Linked DNA regions of Mus musculus: region 2 is linked to region 1. The links are chromatin contacts, called in public Hi-C maps. All regions are on one chromosome and are shown on one strand. Each heading gives the region's core, a stretch centred on a gene start, on an enhancer-like site or on the middle of the called end of the contact. The rest is flanking DNA. Distances are from core to core; before and after follow the strand shown.

The links. Hi-C and Micro-C count contacts between places; a contact is called where the count stands out from the background.
Region 2: a Hi-C map of cerebellum shows a contact between it and region 1, with 2.4 times the contacts expected there. The contact joins two enhancer-like sites. A contact is called at or near these places in 1 of 15 datasets of contacts at CTCF or cohesin (the NIH/3T3 cell line), 8 of 484 Hi-C or Micro-C datasets (3T3-L1-derived adipocytes, Th2 cells, adipose-derived mesenchymal stem cells and 4 more) and 3 of 115 datasets of contacts at active chromatin or transcription factors (the SCID.adh cell line, acute myeloid leukemia and fibro-adipogenic progenitors).

What each region holds. Positions count from the first base shown.
Region 1 is chr13:37,100,370-37,106,260 of GRCm38.p6, forward strand. No RefSeq gene overlaps it. Among named protein-coding and RNA genes, the nearest start is that of Gm30549, 32 kb to the left of the region's middle. Within about 2 kb of position 3,857, at least 30 of the 459 cell types and tissues checked have an H3K27ac peak or open chromatin away from gene starts, as enhancers often do. A contact at or near this core is called in cerebellum, where this site is marked.
Region 2 is chr13:37,295,768-37,301,671 of GRCm38.p6, forward strand. No RefSeq gene overlaps it. Among named protein-coding and RNA genes, the nearest start is that of Gm40913, 35 kb to the right of the region's middle. Within about 2 kb of position 2,209, at least 2 of the 459 cell types and tissues checked have an H3K27ac peak or open chromatin away from gene starts, as enhancers often do. A contact at or near this core is called in cerebellum, where this site is marked.

The DNA of each region.
Region 1 (5,891 bases), core at 2,607-5,106:
CAGGCTGGCATGAACTTCCTGAGCTCAAAGGAGGCTGTTGTCTCAACAGATGTACATCAAACCAACACCCTCGCTCATTCTCTGAAGGCTTTGAGCAGGGGCTATGTCATGTCCAGAGTTAGTTACAAAACCAAGCCATCTAGTCAGGAAGTAGGGAGCAGGCTCCTGGAGTGTGGACCAGACGGGAGCTGTCAGCTTCTAGGTCTTCAACCATCAAGGTTGGCCTCGCCTTCTGATTTATAGGCTAGGTCACTGTTCTGCTGTGTCCAGGATGGGTTTAAACTCTCTTGCTTACATTTCGTCTCTCTCGCTCTGCCTTCCCACTGTGGACATGGGATTGAGACTGACAGACATGGCTGTGGGCATTAGTTAGCACATCACTGGTCACTGTACAGACAGAGAGGCAGCTCTTGCTTCCTGCAGTGTACAAGAAGCTCCTGAGCTCCCTGAGGAAGTTCACGCCAGTCTGTCCAAGAATGGCCTTGACCATAAGAGGCAGGGAGAAGCAGCTTGTGTTCTCTCATAACTCTGGCTCAGTTACACTAAGGGTGTGCATTCAGTCAGAAAGGAGACCCTGCTGACAGTGGCAGGAAGCATTTGTGGGGACATTATTCTGGAAAAGGACACGGCACATTTGGGTTTTAAATTAGTCCCTGCTTTCTTTTCATTGCTGGTAATTTCCTTTCCTTTTTCTTTTTTCCTTTAGTGCTTAGCATAAGTCAGAGTCTTGGGCATGCTACACAAGCGCTCTACCATTAAGCTGCAGCCCCACCCCAGGGGTTGGTAATTCTGTATTCTCCTAGACACTTTCCAGATAAACACCATTTTATCACAATAATTTCCCCTCTCCCCAGTTGAGGGAACTAGGCCTCAGAGCAAGAAACAGCCTGGTTCTGATACACACAGCCAAGGAGAATCTCTTCCCTGTCATCATTCTGCCATTTACAGACTGGGACAAGCAGATCTCAGATCTCAGTGCCGTTCACCTCGGATCTGCACGTGGAGTATCACGTGTAATCCCTGACATGGTCGCAAAGGAGATTCCAGCTTCTAACTTCATAGGAGGAGGGGAAATGAGACATAGACAGTTTAAACAGTTGAACAAAATTCATCACAGCTCATTGTAGTACCAGAATGAGAACTAGGCTCAGTCTGGCTCCCAGGGCATGTTTTTCGAAATGTTCCATTGAACTATTTCCATGTGTATCATGCAAGGCCACAATGTTCTTCCTGCTTCTGGCCAAAGGCTGTGAACTATGAAATGCCTGTAGCCATGGATGATGGTGGCCACTGAGGGAGAGAAGATGTAGCTGGCCTGTAGTATCTAATGTGTAGCAGCTGAGTTTCTTAGTTTTCCACACATCCTTCTAGAAAATAGGCCAGTGACTTCCTTGGAGGAAAGTAGAATTAGACCATCCCTGTCCCACATTGTTAGGCCCTGTGTCCTGTCTTGTCTTATCCTTGGCTAGTGAGGGCTGATGAGAGAAGAAAAGACAGCGGGGACAGCTGGTGTCCATGAAGTTTCACTGGTTACAAATGGACGTGTGCCCAGCACACGCTCACCATGGCCCCCTGCCTCTAGGATCTCAGGCTCTGAGTCGATAATGATTTTTGGAATCCCAAGGCAATATCCACTATATACAGAAGTCTGGTGGTCCTTGGCTCCAGCTGCCCCTGGTGGTAAATAGTTGTGCTGGTCTCATTTCTACCACTGGAAAGTTGGTTCCTGTGAAAGGGCCTTGGTGTGCCTTGATTTTCCTCTATGAAAAGGAGCACAGCTCTGAGTTGGCAGCCAAGGGCAGACTCTATTCCTGCCTCCTCCTGTTTCTTACCGGAACCCCAAGAGCTGTCTTTTTCTGAGTACCAGTGGACTGAGCAGGGCGAAGTCAGAAATGAGGGCATGTCAGATGCTAGGACACCTATCCTGGTAACCATCTGTCAATCTTCCTGTGGGAGAAGGAAAGCAGAGGCATCCAAGAAGACAAGTATGTGGTGGGGAAAAGGAAAACATCTTCTTGATGGCACAGATGCTCTGGGTCAGCCCTCTCTTCCTAGACTGCTCCTCCCTTCCCTCTGTCCTCAGCTTAGACACAGAATCAAGAAGGAGGAATGCTCCCATCTCAGATTTTAGAGTTTTGATGAGAACTCTCATAGAATAAGAGAACAGATTTTATGTCCCTAGGCCAAGTTGTAGTCACTCTCCTTAGATTCTCTATGGTACCGATGGGGCTGTGGAGTTGGCCTGTGAATTCCAGGACACGTCTTCATCTTCTGGAGAGGATGTTAGTGTGAGGCAGAGGTGGATGATGGGGCTTCTGAGGGCAGGCTGTCCAATGAATCCTTGGAGCCTGGCCCTATAAGAGAAGAGAAAGATCTATCTCCTCAGAGACCATGAGACCAGCCAAGGTCACTGTGCTCGGGACAAGAGGAAGGAAACCCTGGGACATGAAGGTTTATGAACATCAGTGTGCACACTGAAAATGCGGCACAGAACCTGGGCTGAGCAAGGCATCAAGACACTATTCTAAGCCTCCCTCCCATGCCACCTTCCTCTCCCTTCTGAATCTGACGGTTCTCTCCCAGGCACTTACCAGTACATCGTACTGAGTCTGTGCCTCTGTTCCCACAGCCAGGAGGAAGCCATCAGTCACTAGGTCTCCAGTGCTTATATGGGATTCTCTCTTGTAAATAAGGCTTGGGGAGAGAAGACAGAGGCATTCAAAGAGCATGCATTTATATTAAGTCACATAGCTGATGCATACATTACACATTCTGTACATTGCATCTTTGTTAGTCTATGTATCACATATGTATTTATTTTAATGAAACCCAACAAAACAAGGGAGGTAATATATGTACTTGAATTAATCAACAAATACTTATATTGCTAAGTACACTACTCTAAGCCCTTTATAGGTGATAACCCATTGAATCTTCCAAACCATCCGACATTTTAACTGTCTACCTTATCCCCATTTTACAGATGAAGATGATAAAGGCCAGACAGGCTATGAAACAAGCAGTGAGAAAAGCTGTGAGGACTGATTTGCATGTATATGTAACACTTCATGACATGTAATATATAATAAGATTTACGTTTTTAAGTCCTCTTAACCTATGTTGTATTGTGTTATTGTCACTGAAACTGGAGTCCAAGTCTTTTATAAACAAGGTGTCAAAATCCTGTCATCATGTCTGTCTTTTGGTTCCCATTTTGATCATGGTTATTATTATTATTATTATTATTATTATTATTGGATTTTTCCATAGTAAGTTTACCCTGTTTGCTTCAACTGAAATTCCAAGCATTCAGGAGATCTGTCTGCGATTTAGCTTCGCAGCCTGGAAGAACACTGCATGCTAACAACACATCTTTTTCCCTGAGCTATCGGGTACATGCAGATGCCCCTCCCAACAGCTCAGTAGGCTTGGAAGAGCACCACCTTTCATACACAGACAACCTTGTTAACTGCCAACAAATGAGACTCAGAGCAATGCACACAGGAGAGTAAATCTGCTTGGGCAGGTACCTTGTGGTGAATGTAGCTATGAAAACGCCGCTGAAAATGTCACTCTCTACCCCATGTAGGTCCCAGCTGAGTGAAGAGGTATCCACCCTACCTTGAAGTGCTGAGGAACACAGCCTCATATTTATTATTCATAAGAAATGGAGCCCATGCATTTCAGACATCTGCAGAGCATTGCAGCCCTTAATGAGGTGGGGGAACCGAGCCATGCCGCTCCCTGGTGGCCCCCAACTGTGTTTATTTGAATACGTGATCATTAGACTGCACAAGGCTCTCTGGGGCTCAGTGCCCAGAGTGCATTACACCCTGGAGAATGTGAAAATACTTTAATTAACAACAGGAGTGGGCAGCCCTGCTGAGTTCCTTCTGTTACCATCCTCAGGACCTGAGAAACCAGGATGCATGCACCACCCCCACCATCTCTCATTATCAACATAAAAGAAAACCTTAAGCAACGATTTCTTTTAGAATTGTTTTGGAAAGGCCAGTAAGTACAAAATATTTCCCTCTTTTCTTTCCTCTGACTCACCCTTATTAGTAACGAACATTACATCAATATATATAAGCACCTGCAGCATGCTGTACTCGATAGTGCATGCATGCATGAGCTTGCACACACACACACACACACACACACACACACACACATGAGAGAGAGAGTGGAGAGAGAGAGAGAAGGGAAGGAGGGAGAGGGAGAGATGCAGACAGACAGACACAAGGGTGCGATGGGAGAAAGACAATACATCTTTATAATTCACGTACTCTGCAAACATTACAGTCCTCTGGGGTATACAGATGAAGAGCATGCCAGATTGGCTTGAAATGTGTACTCATTTGAATGTGAAAATTTACATTAGTCAATTACTCAGATAAATGTTTTGCTTCATTAACTTAAATGGAACGCTGACAGTTTCCACACATGCTATCTGGCTAAGAGATTTGTTTGTTTGTTTGTTTGTTTTAAAATTTGAGTCATTGGTTTCTGCCTGATTTGAGATCATGTAATAGCCAACCATAACGTGCAGGCCAGGAGAAGAGGGCTGCCACTCCACTGTTACAAGATTGACTGGCTGCATAGCTGTACAGTCTCTGTCCAGAACTGACTTACTACACGTGTACAAGTGAATCTGAGCTGAGCTGGGTCGGGACATATAGATTGGCAGAATATGGCACTGCCCCTAACCACCACTTGTTCCCCAGACTGGCTTCTTGCAACATAGGGTAACTTTATGACAAGGTCTGTGATTGCTCAAGAACTCAGAGGTTGCTTAAGAATGATCTTAGTGGTCCCTGCATCGTTTGAATGCTCTTTTGGAACATCTGCTGATGTCCCTGCACTGATATAGGCCCTCTAAACAGTGGATAATCCACAAAGTGGGAAGGCATCAAAAAAGTAAACACTGACATGTGAAACAGGGAGTGTCACCTTCATTAAGCATCCTCTGTCCCCAGGCATACCAGCAAAAATCCTTTTCGTTTCTTTTTGAGGTAGTACATTGAAGTAGAACAGAAGAATAGTAATCGAAGGAGCCATTTACCTTTTCAAAATTAACTTTAAAACTTCAATAGTTTTAAACTTGCAGATAAAATTTCAAAATGTTAAAAAGAATTTGCATATGTTCCACATACCTAGTGTCCTCTATGATTAAGATTTGTATTAGTCTATTACATTCCTCATAATTGATGAATCAGTAGTAATAGTTATCTTAGTATCAACTAAAGATTCAACTTTACTTAGAATTCCTTAGTTTCAACCTGGTAGCCATTCTCTGATACAGAATTCCATGCAAGTTATTTGAGTATGAGTTAGCTACTTTGGCATGTGTCAAAACACTTGATGTAAATCAAGAGACGATGATTTCGTTGGGCATATGGCTGGATTTCAGAGGTGTTGGTCAATCATGTTAGGGAAGGTAGGGTGGAGCCAAGTGCCCTCTGTCACAGTAACCAGGAGGCAGAGAGAAAGAAGGTTCTGATCACTCTCCTCTTCATTTTATTACACCTGGGTTCTGAGGCTATGTGATGGTGTCTGGGTAAATTCATCATATACCCCCATGCTCATTTAATATCTCTGGAAACACTTTCATAGACACACATACATAGGTGAGCTCTTTAAATTTCACTTCTCAACTCAATAATAATAGTAGTCAAGACTGCCCATCACAGTCCGAATTTAGTTGTTACAGCTTCTTAGGCTCCCCCATGATGTGCCAATTTTCCAGACCTTCTCTAGTTCATGTGACCCTTTCAGTCTGAAGAAACACTGGCCAGGTATCTGGCCAGGTTTTGTGGAGAGTCTTTCAGTCACAATGTGCTGAGTAGCTTCCTTGTGGTTAGTGTGAGGGCTTGTGGTTATGGAGAGAG
Region 2 (5,904 bases), core at 959-3,458, 190 kb after region 1:
AGAATGTCTCTCACTTTGAGGGCAAAACTCCAGGCATCTTCTATCTAGTCTCTAGTCTAGTCTATTACATCAAATAGAATTCTAGTCAATGACACCTATCGGGATCTACTAAAAGACTTCTGATAAAATGTTTGTCCACTAAAATATGAGAGGTACATGGGGAGCTATAACCACTCCTTCACCAGCTTTGACTATGTCTGTGTGGAATGCCTAGGCTTCGAGAACAGTCTTGTGACAACAGAAAACAACCCTGACTTTCCGAAGACAGTAGAAGAGGAAGATGGATTCTTCTGGCTCTTTTACCACACCACAAAAAGTCTGATGTATACCAGTGGTTCTCAACCTGTGGGTCGTGACCCACTTGGAGGTTGCATATGAGATATCCTGAATATCAGCCATTTGTATTACAATCCATAACAGTAACAAAATTACAGTTAGGAAATAGCAACAGACTAATTTTATGGTTGGGGGGGGGGGGTCACCACAACATAGAAACTGTATTAAAGGATCACTGCATTAGGAAGGCTGAGAACCACTGATATATGCTCTATAAGCCCTGTATCATGAGACTAGTTGGGTTCTCAGGACTGAAGCCATTTTTAACCTGGATGCTATAAACATCCTTAATTACTCAACAATGGCTCATTAGTCTCAACTTCTAGGTGCACACACAAAGTTATCCAAGAGACTGCTGTTGGGTCCATCTCATGGTTGTTTTTTTTTGGTAGTGCTATTTGGAGGCCACCTACACGGAACACAGAAGAAACAAAATGCCTCCAATGAACAACGTCATCATCAGAAACACGGAACTATACTTGCATCAGTCATCCCAATACAGTTCAGAAGTATGGCATGAAGAAGCAAATGTAAAAAAAAAAAAAATGAAATGAAAAATATAGCAAGGTGCTAATTATGTAAGTAAAGAATACAGTCATAAAGAAGCATACGAGTTTCTCAACAATTCGCATACAGTCATGGAACAAACACATACATAATTTTAAGAATCTGAATCCTATCGGGAGCTAGAGAGATGGTCCCATTGATGAGAGTCCTGGTTTTTCAGAGCATCCTGCTTCCATTCCAGGCACCCAACTAGCTCACACTGTAACTGTAACTATATCTGTAACTCCAGTTCCATGAAAGCTGATGTACTCCTTTAGGTCTATGCACACACCAGGCACACAAAGTGGTGCATATACATAGAGGCAGTCAAAACACCATAGACATAACATTTAAATAGTGGGTACTTGTATTAGTTACTGTTACATAATAAATTCCTCCAAATCTTGTTGCTTCGAGACAATAAACACTGGTTATCACCAAGTTCGCTGGGTTAGGAATTATGTATGGATTAGCTTCTTACTCATGTTTTTCAGATTACCAGACTCTGGTTTAGGGTCCTATCTGAAGGCACAGCAATGGAATATTAGCTAGAAGCCTCTTCTAAACCCTTGCCAGCATGTCTTTTCAGAAGTCCACAATCCAGAAGCTTGATTTCCACACAGTGAGTGACAGCGTGGGAAACAGGATATGTGAATTGGAAGATAGTCTTATGCTTGTCACAGTCAACTTACCAGAAGCAAGTCAATAGGTCTAGGTCACACATGAGGGGAAGGCACAGGTGCACATGGACCAGGAACTACCCATAATGCTCTCTGCTCACCTGTCAGCAGCAACAGGGATGCCTTGGCATAAATAAGAGGGGCATACTGAGTCAACTCTGTTTACTCCGAGGTAAAAATAAAAGAAAGAAAAACAAACAAAAATAAAAAATCAGGCTGCAAAAAAAAAAAAAAATCAGTGCTGCTTATATGCCTATAGACATGCAGCTAGTTGAAATTAAATAATACCTGACAAGACTCAGTATTTGTTTTTTGGAGCAAAATGCTGACTCTGTATCAGAAACTATCAAGAAACACAGACCAAAAATTAAAATCTTATTCTTTAAGATCAGAGACCAAGAGACAGGAAGAAACTGGTTATTAATATAGTTTTTATGGAAAATGTAGCATCCCAAATGTAAATTTACTGGGAAAAAAAAGTATGGTTCAAAATGTCTTGGTGCAGATTTGAGTAATGTCATAGTAGGGGGAGACTTTAAAATTCATGTTAATAGGTAGGAGATCAGAGGTCCAGGTGGCCAGTGATGTCTCTTGGACATGGCAGACTCCTCCTGGCCAGGCAACTCTATCTGCAACCCTCCTGCCAGAGTGGAAATGCAATCTTTACAGTGTCCAGATGGCTTCTAAATTGGCAGTCCCCTTCCCTTTTCCAAGAAATACACACCAAAGAGTTAATTTCATCAAACGATTCTGTATTTAACGTCAGTCTTCTAACAGGCAAAATTCCAAGTCTCCATCTTTCTGCCTGGAACCAGGGGAGTGCTCCTTTTATTTTGTCTCATTCTTTTCCTGATGCGTTCTCTCCTCCTTTTCATGCTCCTCATCACAGCATAGGTTCATGAAAAATTAACATCCCTGTTCAGCAGGGAAGCTCGCGCCTTTTAAAAGTGTTCTGGCAAGCCCAACACCGGGATGCACATCTCCAAGCAGACCTGACTTAGGAAGGTACAGTGTGTTACAGAGCTTCTTCTCAGACAGCCTGAGTCTCAAGGGCAGTGGTGCTGCTGATGGTACTACCCTTCCTTGGTTCTTTCACAGAACAAGGTCTTTGAGGTGTATGAATTTGCAAGGTCAAAATAATCCATTATGATGGAGAAGCTATTTTATTTTCTCAGCCTCCAGGGAAGATGAGGGACAGACCCGATGTCTTCAAGTCCACAGACAAAATGGCATCTGTAATTGATGAGTAGAGCTGCAGAGTTTGGATGGTAAGGCCTTCAACTCACAACAGACTTGGAGATATGTGTCAATTATAAAACTTCAAGTCAAAGGAAGGAGGGGAAATATAATTCTACTCAAAAAGCTGATGGGCAGAGCATTTCATGAAAATTAAAATTACTGGGGTGGGGCACTCTCCAAAAATTATTTTCAAATATTTTTATTCACAGTTGCACATGATAATTTGGACTGAAATTCACTGAAAATTGATTAGAGATCTCAAGTTATGTCATATTATTGATGAGTTGCTCTGAATAGTTGTGTAAGAGCCCCAGTAGACTTTAGTTGGTAAACTTGATCCTGGGCTGAATTAGATCCTAATTCTAGATCTTTGCTCATTCCTCTTCTCCCAGAGCTACTTTGATCCAGAATCATAGCTGTTGGGCAGTATCTTATGAAGTCACAAAGCCACCAGATGACTAAACAGCTTTAAGACAACAGAGCACGTGCTGGCTGGCTGGCTGGCTGCCATTGCTGAGCTCAGTGCAAGGGAATTTCACCCCAAATGCCCTCACTTCATTATTCCCATCAATACCAGATCTCACTGGGCTCCACAAACATGGTCTCCTTCATTGGTCTTCCATCACTGCTTCCAAGACTGAAAGCTCTTCATATCATAGTCACCACCACCCCCCAAATAAAATTAGAAGTCCGGTTAGTAAATGGCCTTTCACTGAGCTTATGATCCCTCCCTCCAGCAGTCTCCTTTAGGCCTCATATTCTATATCTCCTGTCACCCAGCTCCAATAATAACACTCAAATTCAACAGCCAGAGTTCTCAGGTCTGACAGACCCATTGAGTCCCCAGTGCCTCTTCAAAAGTCATTGTAGCCCAATACCTTAGAATGCATTGTATAAAATACATGAATGGCATGAGTCACCTTCACACCTAAACTTCCAACGTCTATCTCCTCAATAGATATTTGCAATACCAATCATCATCTCTTTAGGTTTTTCGGGCACTCATTTAGGTTTTAGACCCCTGTGTGTGGTCAAAACAGCTGCATTAAAGAGGTAGAGAGGAGGCAGGAGGACTGCCTGCATGAGGGGAAGTGGCTGGCAGGCCGGATGAAGATTATAGGAGATTGGAGAGGGTGAATGTCCAAGGAAAGCACACATCATGAAAGAGGGATGATAAGGTCACCTTCAGGAACTAAGCAAGCCATCAGGAAACCATTAAAAGAACACCTCTCTCCTCTCTGGGGTTGTTCATCAGCTTCATGGATCCTTCATATTCATATCTCCCCACTTACTCTGCATAGAGAGAACCCATATTGCTTCAGCTGTATGTAGGATGCAAAGTAAAAGATGCTAAAAATCACCACTACAACCCAGGACTGCACTGACACAGCTATGCAGTCCAGGCCCGGCATGTGTGTGGTCATAACAGCGGCATTAAAGAGGTAGAGAGAGGAGAAAGCCATTTTAGCCCCCTCGCCCCTCCTTTTTCCTTGACAAAAGCTCCTCTGGCCTAAATTCACTCTAAGTCACTCCAAGATTCAATAGAAACTCAAAGCAAACTGCATGCTAATGGCTTCTCAAAAGTAAACACATTATAATTGAGCCATCTTATTCCTTGGCACATACAGCAGCTGGTCTGACCACACACATGGACTATTATGCCCGGACTCAGTGCCATATTTTCAGAGGGGAAAATGACAAAGTGGACTACACTCAGGAAAGTGTTCCACATGATAAATGGTGGGAGAAATGAGTGCTCTATAATCTTCCTGTGAGGGAGGCAGGAGGGCTGCAGGCATGAGGGGAAGTGGCTGGCAGGTGGGACGAGGATTATAGGAGATTGGAGAGGGGACATTAATCAAGCAAAGAAGCCCATCAAGTGAATGTGAGTGAAAGCACTGTTCGAAGTCCATTTCCTCATTCTCTAAGCGCAGCAGATTGGGGTACACATACATATGGTTTTCAAGGCAGGTACCTACAGCCTCTCTGGTAGGGGAATGGGAAAAGCTTTTCTCCTTGTGAGTTTGTAAATAGAAACCAAAAGCATCAAAACTATATATAGCTTCTCAACACAATTCTTCCTACAAGCTTATTTTAAGAAAATAACCAGAAATGTTTTCGAAGAATGTTACAAATGAACACTTGTCAGAATAATAATTATACTTACAACCTAAAGGATACACTGGGATCTGCAAGATGGTTCAGCCAGTAAAGGCATTTACTGTGCAACCCTGGTGATATGAGTTTGAACACAGAGGTAGAAAGAGAGATCGGACTTCATAATGCTGCCCTCTGACCTTGTATATATGCACACACATGTGCACATACATTATGTACACAGACAATGATAGTAATAACTTAGAAGGGGAGAAACTAACTAAATGCCCAGCAGAAATCTATAAAAGTTTTCTGGTATGGTGTTTGTCATGTTCCTGTCGCTGCAAAAATATCTTGCTCATAGCTTCTGTAAGCTCTTCCACAGTCCCGGCAGTGTTTGCTCAATCTTGCAGGTAAGGAAGTTAAAGAACAAAGATCGGGCAATGGGTAGTCACGCTGGAACACCAGCATGAACACCCAGGATTGCTCTCAGCTCCCAGGTAATGTTTAGCAGTGCTGGAACACCAACATGAGCACCCAGGGCCCCAGGCTCCACATCTGTAATCTCATTAAGTGGATTTAAAAGTTATAGAATGATGACTGTGGTATACTGGGAAGTATAATGCAAAGTTCAAGGACAGTCTTAGCTAATCAGAAGACAGCACTCACAACCTGATGGCCTATCTCAAAAAGAGAAAAGAGAAGAGAAGGACATTCATTAATATTGGTTAGTAAAACGTACTTAATTTGGGTTTTAGAAACTAGGAGTATGCAGTCATTAGGCATCTTCTATTCTCCAGCTTCCCGTGTCGTTTCTGCAATTCACCTCCAGTTCATAGAGATTCGCTCTTCCAACACAGTCAGATGTTGAATAACCAGGAGCTGACTTGCCGTCTCTGGCTAATTTTTACTCTTCTTCAACGGCTATCGCACAGAGGATCGACGGATATAAGATACTACCAAGCAGAACTTTATCTTTATATCCCTTAGAGGAGAAGTATTTTCA